Regions from separate parts of the Gossypium hirsutum genome. Here region 2 is linked to region 1. Evidence: chromatin contacts called from public Hi-C data. All regions are on one chromosome and are shown on one strand. Each heading gives the region's core, a stretch centred on a gene start, on an enhancer-like site or on the middle of the called end of the contact. The rest is flanking DNA. Distances are from core to core; before and after follow the strand shown. Region 1 holds the start of LOC107896437. Region 2 holds the start of LOC121207578.

The links. A called contact is a pair of places that touch in the nucleus more often than the background predicts.
Region 2: a Hi-C map of leaf shows a contact between it and region 1, with 1.8 times the contacts expected there. The contact joins the promoter of LOC121207578 here to the promoter of LOC107896437 in region 1. A contact is called at or near these places in 2 of 34 Hi-C or Micro-C datasets (hypocotyl and leaf).

The regions. Positions count from the first base shown.
Region 1 is chrA10:104,539,309-104,543,798 of Gossypium_hirsutum_v2.1, reverse strand. It overlaps LOC107896437, which reads right to left and starts at 2,723. Exons shown (of 3, transcript XM_016821602.2): 1 at 2,577-2,723; 2 at 2,394-2,487; 3 at 2,022-2,269. The coding sequence starts at 2,625. The coding sequence ends at 2,167. It overlaps LOC121207573 (a long non-coding RNA gene), which reads left to right and starts at 3,562. Exons shown (of 2, transcript XR_005902655.1): 1 at 3,562-4,490. LOC121207575 (a long non-coding RNA gene) reads left to right here and starts at 1,022. Exons shown (of 3, transcript XR_005902656.1): 1 at 1,022-1,961; 2 at 2,656-2,866; 3 at 2,947-3,112. It overlaps LOC107896434 (flavonol sulfotransferase-like), which reads left to right. Exons shown (of 1, transcript XM_016821598.2): 1 at 1-303. The coding sequence ends at 30.
Region 2 is chrA10:104,901,593-104,906,173 of Gossypium_hirsutum_v2.1, reverse strand. LOC121207578 reads right to left here and starts at 2,248. Exons shown (of 5, transcript XM_041077907.1): 1 at 1,885-2,248; 2 at 1,378-1,439; 3 at 41-131. The coding sequence starts at 2,078. It overlaps LOC107916315 (E3 ubiquitin-protein ligase DIS1), which reads right to left. Exons shown (of 5, transcript XM_016845510.2): 5 at 3,756-4,322. The coding sequence ends at 4,002.

The DNA of each region.
Region 1 (4,490 bases), core at 1,474-3,973:
TCAGGGTTCACATTTCGTGAACCCAATTAAACCACTAAAACCTGCTCCAGTTACTAGTTTTTTATCTTGCACTCTTTAGGGTTTGAATAAATCTGAGCTTGCTGCTTGAATAATGGCTGCAAATTTCGAGCATTGCTTTTCTCTACCTGTTGAAATTGCAGGGTTGCATTTCAACGTGTTGTTTGAAGTTGCAAGGCAAGGGTTTTCAAGTTATTTGTCATTTTCGACATGTTGATATTGCAGGTGTCGTATGTTTTCTGTATGAATTGATGATTAAATTAATCCATCTTCAACTTTTCATAATCTACGTCAACACATAATATAAAAGGTTAAAGTACTGTAATCATTCTACTTTTAAATAAAAGGTTTAATATAAAAATTGCCCCCTAAACTATATCTCTTTTACCATTTTGGTACTTAAACTTTTGCTCTCATTTTTACCCTTCAGCCTCTGCAATTGCTACCAAATCATGGGTTTCTCAAAGTAATTGTAATCTGTCTTTAGGACGGCCAAGCTAATTACAGATTATTGAGCAGAACTAATATTTTGGGAAAGGATGCATTTTAGGGTTAAGTTTTTAAAATTGTGACTAAATCGATATAATACATATAAGTCACACGGAAATAGACAACAAAAAAAATTAATTTTGATTAGTTAAGTGACGAAGTTAAAAAAATTTTGATTATTCATACATCTTTTTCCTTATTAAATCTCATCAAAAGAAAATAAAATCTAAAGTTTCATGAGTTCCACAACTTTAACCGATGCAGAGGTCTTGATGAAATATCATTCCACCAAGCATTCACACAAGGCCGACTAGTTACAAATGACGATTTAGAGCTTCTTATGAAATAAACAAGGTAAGGAATATGGTGCAAATCGGCCATGCTATAGAAATCTCCTCCGAGATATTTATATTCCGACAACCTTTCCTCGTAGACATCGAGAACTTTGGCTAGGTTCCGCAATTCGATCTCGATGATCTTCTCGTCAGGGGCGACCCCGTATATTGGATTGACAAACATTTAGCGAATGAGTGCATGCTTGCGTTGGAGGGTTGAATTGGTGAGACTCCACTTCCATCCATGTATCCACAAGGGTGGAGTCCGTTAAACTACTTGAACCCAAAAGATCGATGGTGATTCTAGTTTCGTTATATTTGCGTGCCAAGTATTTGCATATTGCCCTTGATTCTGGTTTTCAATGGAATTCATACAAATTATCAACAAAAAAAACAAATTTTTTAAAGAATTAATGAATCTTACCAAAGATCTTGACATGTCCATCTTCTAATGCCGGTATCTGGCCAAAGGGCTATCATTAACTAAAAAAACATTTGGATTATTTTGCTTAATATGTAAATGGAAATCACAATTTTATAAACAAATTAATTATTTATAAATATGAAGGTGATTTGATAAAATATCATGTTTATGTTTGGGCCGAATTTAAACAATTAGTATATAAGAGATGAAGCTGAACCCAACCTAAACCAACCTGACCCATCAACCCCAATGGTTAATAGCCTTACATTTAGAGATAAATAAGGTGGTTTTTTGTGGGCAGAATTTTCGACATCGACCGGGACAAGCTTGTATTGGAGGCCTTTCTCGCATAGGCAAAGCAAGACGCGTGCAGTGCATGTAGAGAGGGGAATTCCATGAACTTTGATCACCATGGATATTTGCTGTAAGCTATTCTTTATTTCACCAAGAAATGAAGATGAGGGTTGAGAAGAAAATGTTGGTTTGTTTTTTCTTTTCTAGTTAAAGATTGATATCACTGCTTTTTCGGTTTCTATCGATTCATTCTTTCCCTTCTGTTTATTTCTTTTCAATTGCTGCCTGCATTTCTTGTCGGTTTGTTATTAGAAATGGCATCTATGGGAACAAATGATACAGCTGCTTCAATGCTTGCATAAATTATTCACACTCCAATCCAAGTGCCTAGAATTAACCTGGTACGTTATATTCCTTTCATTCAACTTGGTGATATTATGAAAAGAAACTAGAAAGTAGAATGATAAAAGACCAATCAAAGGTCGCATTCAGAAAAAAAGAAAGAAAGGATACATCATTAATTTCGATTTTTTCATCATCATCAAACCACTAATAATCAAGATTTCAATGTTACATAATATAGCTATTATGAGCTATGAATCTGGTCTAGGCATTGGTGACCTTCTCTTGGTTACTGGTACTTTTTTCATAGTAATGGTAAGCTGCTGCACTAGACAGCACGGCCAGTGTTAAGGCTTGTGAGTGCATCCTACATCAAATCAAACACATTTTCATCATCATCATCATCAGCAGTATCTGACATAAAAATACTGATAGAAGTATGCATGCTAAGCTGAGTTTAATCAGGTTTCAGAAAGAAAAATGGTATAAACCTTGCATGAATAAGCCTCAGACTTGGCTTAAGAGGGCTATTTCCACGGCTGTTATAAGCCAACGATGCCCCAATTGCAGATGCCCAAACTGCACCTGCAGGATCCAATATTTCACCATATCAACAAAAAAAATGAACATCCAGAAAAAATAATGAAACAAAAGGAATTAAATCTTAAACTGACCAATGCTAGTGAGCTTGTGTTCTGAAACCCAAGACTGAAATGCCTCCATGTTTTTCTGGTTACTATCTGTTTTTGCTAGTTATGTGTGAAGCTGAGATTGAAAGGGAAGAGGGCAAGTAATTTATAGAGAAAGTGAGATGATGTTGAAACGTGTGCTTTTGTTGGGAATGCGGTGCATGTGGCCCCTGGATTTGAGGTTTTCACTATCTCTTGGAACATTGGATAAAGTTAAACCAGAGGCTTTCTCACCTGTTGGCTGGTTTTCGTTCCTGTCTTTACTTTTTTGACATGTGCGTAGATCCTGTGGGCCATTAGCATTTGGACCTGAACTAAAAAACTAGGAGCTAATTATATTTCTCACTTTGAGCAGGTGGTGGTGTTAGCAGCAGTGGGAATTACTATTTTCTTTGATTAGCTCACCAAACATCAAAGTTGTTTATTCCTCCTCAACTAATAAATTCATTTTGATTTTAACACAAATATCTTGGATGTGTTTCTTTTTGTTCAATTTTGTGCCTCAATTTCATATATGTAAAAGTTTGATGACATAATATTTTGAAATTATGATACATCCACACTTGAAAAATACAAAAAAAATATTTTTTTAAAATATTTAGATGATGATGTGGTACGATCTTAGAGTGCCACGTCCTCACATCTTGATGGAATTTAAGTTAAAAGATCAAAATGAACTTAATTGTTAAATTCAATAACAAAGTGAACCTAAAAAAAATACAAATATCAAAGTAGACCTAATTACCAAGTTTAGGGATTAAAAATTATATTAACCCTCAACTTTATTATAGATGTGGGCTAAGAACACTGAGAGAAGCCAACAAATATTACAAACTGAAGCACATTGGGCTTCATCCATGGCAACAGAATAGTTTAGAATTTAGCTTTGCTTTGGCATTTGACATATATACGGTAACCAAATTGGCCCAAAAGCATTCGATTTTGAAAATGTCGGCGGTTGTGTCTTAGGAATCCAATAACTTGTTGGATTGGAGCAGCGTCCAGAGCTTTCAACGGTTCCTCAATAATTCCATCCTTTCCCGAATCCCTCCATTTTCATGGCTATATTAACTGAATTTTCCCGCCAACTCAAAACCAGCTGCATCAATGCACTCTATAAAACAAAACCCACGCTCAGATTTCTCTGGAAAGAAGAGAAAGATGAAAGAAACTGAATCATCATTAACAAAACGAAGAAGTAAAACCAGCAAAAGGAACCCTCTCAGAAAACTCCATTAGTTATCCTACTTCTAACTCCAACTTCACTGCCACTGAATCCATCATCAACAATAAAAATGACAAGAACAAGGACGAGAAAAAATCAGAGTAACAAAAGGCAAACGCTAGCTCCACGCCGTCTACATCACTAAAAAATGCCTTTTTTTCATGTAATTTTGATTGGTTCTCGGTTTTTTCTTCCTCTGTTTTATATTTGTATGTTTTAAGTGGGTTTTGATTTTCGAGTCTGGGTGGTCTAGGGTTTTTAGTTCTTGAATTTGGGTTTTTGGTCTATGAGAGAATGTTATTTTTGTTGTTTTAATACTAATGTCTTGATTAACATCTTGTTACAATTAAGCTTTTTGGGTTTTAAGTAACATTTTTATGTTGAATTTTATTTTTAATGAATTAATTAACATTTCTCCTGCATTAGAGTTTAATGGGTTTTGATTTTATGCTTAGTTAAGCTAATAGAATTGCATCTACAATAAGCCTATGAATTTTAATTGATGTTGATTTTATTAATTTAGTTTTTAGTAGTTCTTTTAATTGTTTCATTTTCTTCATTTTCAATGCAAGCTACATTATTTGTTTGAATATGGTTATTTAGATTCTAGACAGTAATCGTGTGAATTGATTAGTGTTTTTGATCTATGGAACTACTTATTTTTTAGAAGCAGT
Region 2 (4,581 bases), core at 999-3,498, 360 kb before region 1:
AGGAAATGCACATTTTGAACATCTGATTTTTGCAACTTACACTTGAGAAGACGCCTGTGTTGACTTCTGGTCTGATGAAGGAGTGCTTGAAGTTGGTGACTTCTCTAGAAAGGCTGAATTTGACTTTAAAACTGCAATTACAATATAAATCAGGAATTGAGTCATTTATTTTGTTCATTGCTTCATTCCTTAACAATATTTACTCTCAAGTATTAAGAACAATTTCTGCGTTTTTATCCCGATCAAAGGAAACTACTAAACCCCTTCAGTGACAATTCCCGCATAAAAAATATCCCATTTTCCTTTAAGTTATGGACCGGGTTTCATAATCTGGTCAATGAACACCTTAACTAAGCATGCTTTTAGAACAAACTTAAACCTAATCTCAGCATATTGTTAACCTTTCAATAGAATAAATTACCATTCCAACAAAATTAAAACATTTTATCTTGTGAAATAAGCAGCTCATAATAGTGAAAGTCACCCCCTGGAATCGCAACATGCCCAAAAGGAGTGAATCAACTAGACGATTACCGAGAATCCTGAAATCTTTATAATTTGTTTCAAGATGATGTCCATTCTAACTATGGCCAACATAAAATTTACTTTAAATCACCCATTTACCTTAAAACTTCCACTTCTTTATAAGTAACCACAAAATTAGATATCGTCAGGTTACCAAAATAACTGACATTTGACGATAACCAAAGTAGACTCGTTTTCAAGATCATATCCGTAGTAAACATGTCCAACATGAAATTTACTTAAATATCACCCGCTGACCTTAAAACTCTTCTTTATAAGTAACCACAAATCCAGGTATCATCTGGTTACTCAAATGACTGACATTTGACAATAACCAAAGTAAGCCCATTTTCAAGATCATATCCATTCTAATCATGTCCAACATGAAATTTACTTCATATTACCCACTGACCTTAAAACTCTAGTTTCTTCTTTATAAGTAATTACAAAAAGGGTTATCATCCGGTTACCAAAATGACTGACATTTAACAATAACCAAATTAAGCTCATTTTCAAGATAAATTCCATTCTAAACATGTCCAACATGAATTATACATTTTTACTTTATAATCACCCAATGACATTAAAACTTTCACTTCTTTGTAAGTGACCACAAAATCAAATATCACCCTATTACTAAAATGACTGACATTTTAGACAATAACCAGAGCAAAACTCATTTTCAAGATAAAATCCATTCTAGCCATGTCCAACATGAAATTTAGTTCATATCACTCACATTAAAACTCCCACTTCTTTATAAGTAACCACAAAATGGGATATCATTTGATTACCAAAACGACTAGAATTTAACCAAAATAAACTCTCATCTTTCAAGTTTGCTCGGCATACCATGAATATGACACGGATTTTGCGCTTTTGAGCAACAACTCTTGCACGAACGATAGGGGCACCTGCAAAAGAAATCAAAATAATAAGATTGATTTGATGGGAGAACTTTTCAAGCTCAATGAACCACTAAAAGGAAGTACTGTTTTCAAACACCAGCAATGAAGTTTTTAGAACTTCCTCAAATGGATTAAACTAATCAAATATCTAAACTTATTTACAGAGTTAACAAAATTTACCACGGTTTATAGCATATATTTTCCGGGAACTTTTGACCAAACAAAAACCAGATAACAACAATTGACATCCATATTATAATAAATTTGGAGTCTAAATTCGAACTAAGTGTATCCTGCTATTTCATTGGATAATTATAACATTTGTTCTTTTGGGGGGAAATTTTCCACAAAAAGAAATGAAACAAAAAAGAACGAAATCCCATAACTACACATGAAGATAAATTTTAAACAAAGAAATAAAAGGAGAACGAAAGATATTTTCTCCTTTTACCTGGAACGGGCAACATTGCCACATTGAATACATTTAGGCTTATTAAGCCCACGTTGTGTCTTAGGCAGCGTATCCATACGCTGAAACGGCGGAGAAGGATGAGGCAGCGGCGTCGTCGCTGCAGCCGTCGTAGTTGTCGTGGTGGTGGTTGCGTCGGAGGTGCTTTTCGACGCCGATGGCGATGAGGCTGCCATTTTAAAGCATGTGCCTTTCGTTTTCACTCGTCTTCTTCTTTGATGAATTGGAAGTGTGTAACTTAACTGCACTGCACTTCAATTTTTATTTTATTTTTAATTTTCAGAGAAGAGGAAATTGGGGGGATTTTGGAGAGCGTTTGAAATTGGGATTTTTCAGTTTTCTGGGGAGAAACTTTATTTACAAGAGAGCGAAATTAAAATCAAATTAGGGCTTAAAACATGGGCTGGGCCTTTGGGGATTTGGGGATTTGGGTTAAGCTTTTAAAATTGATTGATTCTTCTACCATTGAATTAACCAATAGTAGAAACTTTTACATATATTTTTTATATACTAAAAATTCCTAAAACCTTTAATATTTTAATTTTTACTTTAATAAATTCTTAACTTCAACTTATATCCATGTTAACCTTTTTTTTTTTTGTAATTCATACCTAAATGGGCTTTTAGTTTTTTAGAAAGCTTTTTTATTTACATGTTAAGTTCATGTGGGCCTATATAAATGGTTTGTTTTTAGTAATTTAACATTTTACAATTTTTTTAGGGTAAAGTATATCGACAGTCACTCAACTTTGATTAAAATAACAGAATAAATATTGAGCTTTGAAATGTTACAATTCAATCATCAAATTTTAAAAAAATAAGAAACCTGTAATTAATTACCATTTTGGTTAAGTCTGTAACGGAAAACTGACCTATCATTCCACGGTGTAAACGGTTCCAGTTTAAGAACCCTAGCTGGGTTGGATAGTAAAAGAAGGAGAGAAAAAATGAAGATGTCGACCGTGATTATGTCACTATAGCTTCAGAGGTTCGTTGCAACACCCACCGGTCACAATTCTCAAATTTGACAACAATATTCAAATCCCAAAAGAAAAACCTTAACTCACTGCCAGAAATAGTGTTCCCTTTTCCCTTTTCTTTCCGCATTCATATGTGTGAGTATATTCTATTGATTTTTTGTGTTTAATTTTCTAGAAGGAAGGGGAAGGAAATTTTGAAAAAAATGATGTTTAGTTACTTAGTTTATTCTTGTGATTTGTTGTGAAATTGTGACCGTTTCTGGTTTCCATTGTTGATGTTGGTCATAAGAATTTGTTTCTATTTTGCTTTGTTTAAATAATGGGTTTGTCATAAATTGATGAAAATCGAATCAGCCAAGCAAGTCATTTCTTGGTTTTAGTTCCTTTTTCTCATTTTAATTTCTTGATCCTAAGTTTCCAACTTTCTCTATGTTAGTGGGTGATTGATGATTTGTCATTTTTCGATAACGTTAATAATTATTTTGTTATTTTAATTAAAGTTAAGTGATTACGGGTGTAATTTATTTATTTTTCCTATTAATCAAATCAGAAAATTATTTATTAATCAGTTAAAGCGAATTAAATTTTATTTCAGAGGTTAATTCAGCTAAAACTGAATAATTAGCTATTTTTAGCTGATTTAAGGGTTTTGTGAAGACTTTCAGCCAATAGGAATCTTTTTTTATAGAAAAAAAGCATAACTGAATAATTTGTGGCGTAGCTCAAACACCTACATTAATCTTTTTCAGAATCATAAGAAAGCTGCGATTATATACAAAACGACAGATATTTGTGAGCGTTGATCAACGATAGTTGAATTAAATAATCTGAAATTCCATAATAACAAGGGGTATAAAGAAAGAAGGCACTTTGTAAGATGTAAATCTGCAATTTCTATTCTCTAAATTGATTGTAGGTAGAAACTAGATTTTCAGGCATTAAACTTAACATCTTTCAATTCATGTATTTGATGCATGGATAAGCAAAGAGAGCTTGCCCCCCCCCCCCAAAAAAAAAAAATCAAACCAAGAAATAAATGAGCAGAAGACCCGTAAAACGTACCCAAAGTAACCGATCTACTGTCTATTACCACAAAATAGAATCAAGGAAACAGCCCAATCACTGCTCTTTCCATATCCTTCCTGTTACTCTAAGCTTCAACTCCTTTCTGTCTCCTCCCGAGAAGAACAATGCCATGTTGCGTTGGATGATGAGACCGTCGAAACTGTCACGAACCTTTCGATGACTGTCTCGTATGCTTCTTGGAACCCCTTGCCAAATCAACTTCCTCCCATTCCCACCCACCTCAAGGCTGTAGCTGTAGTTCTTTGCCTCATTATCATCACCCATAAACCGCAAGAATGCTATATAAACGGGAGCCATCCCAAGTTGGAAGGCTTCGAAATGCAGGCAAAAGTACTGACCAAAGCAACTGAAAACCTGAAAATCCAGAAGATATCCAAAAATCAGTCCCCTACCTCTTACAAAATTGTTAAATCAAATCTTCTAAATAACAATATTCAGTCTATTGAAAAAATCATGGCCATTCAGAGCGGAAACCAATGTCATAACAATCTTCAATTTTGTATATTGAAGCCGCTTTGGTAGCTTCGGATCCCCTCTATAACTGTTTTCAATGGTTGAACAATATGACAGCACATTGGTAATGATCATAGAAAATCCTTATCCTTTATGAACG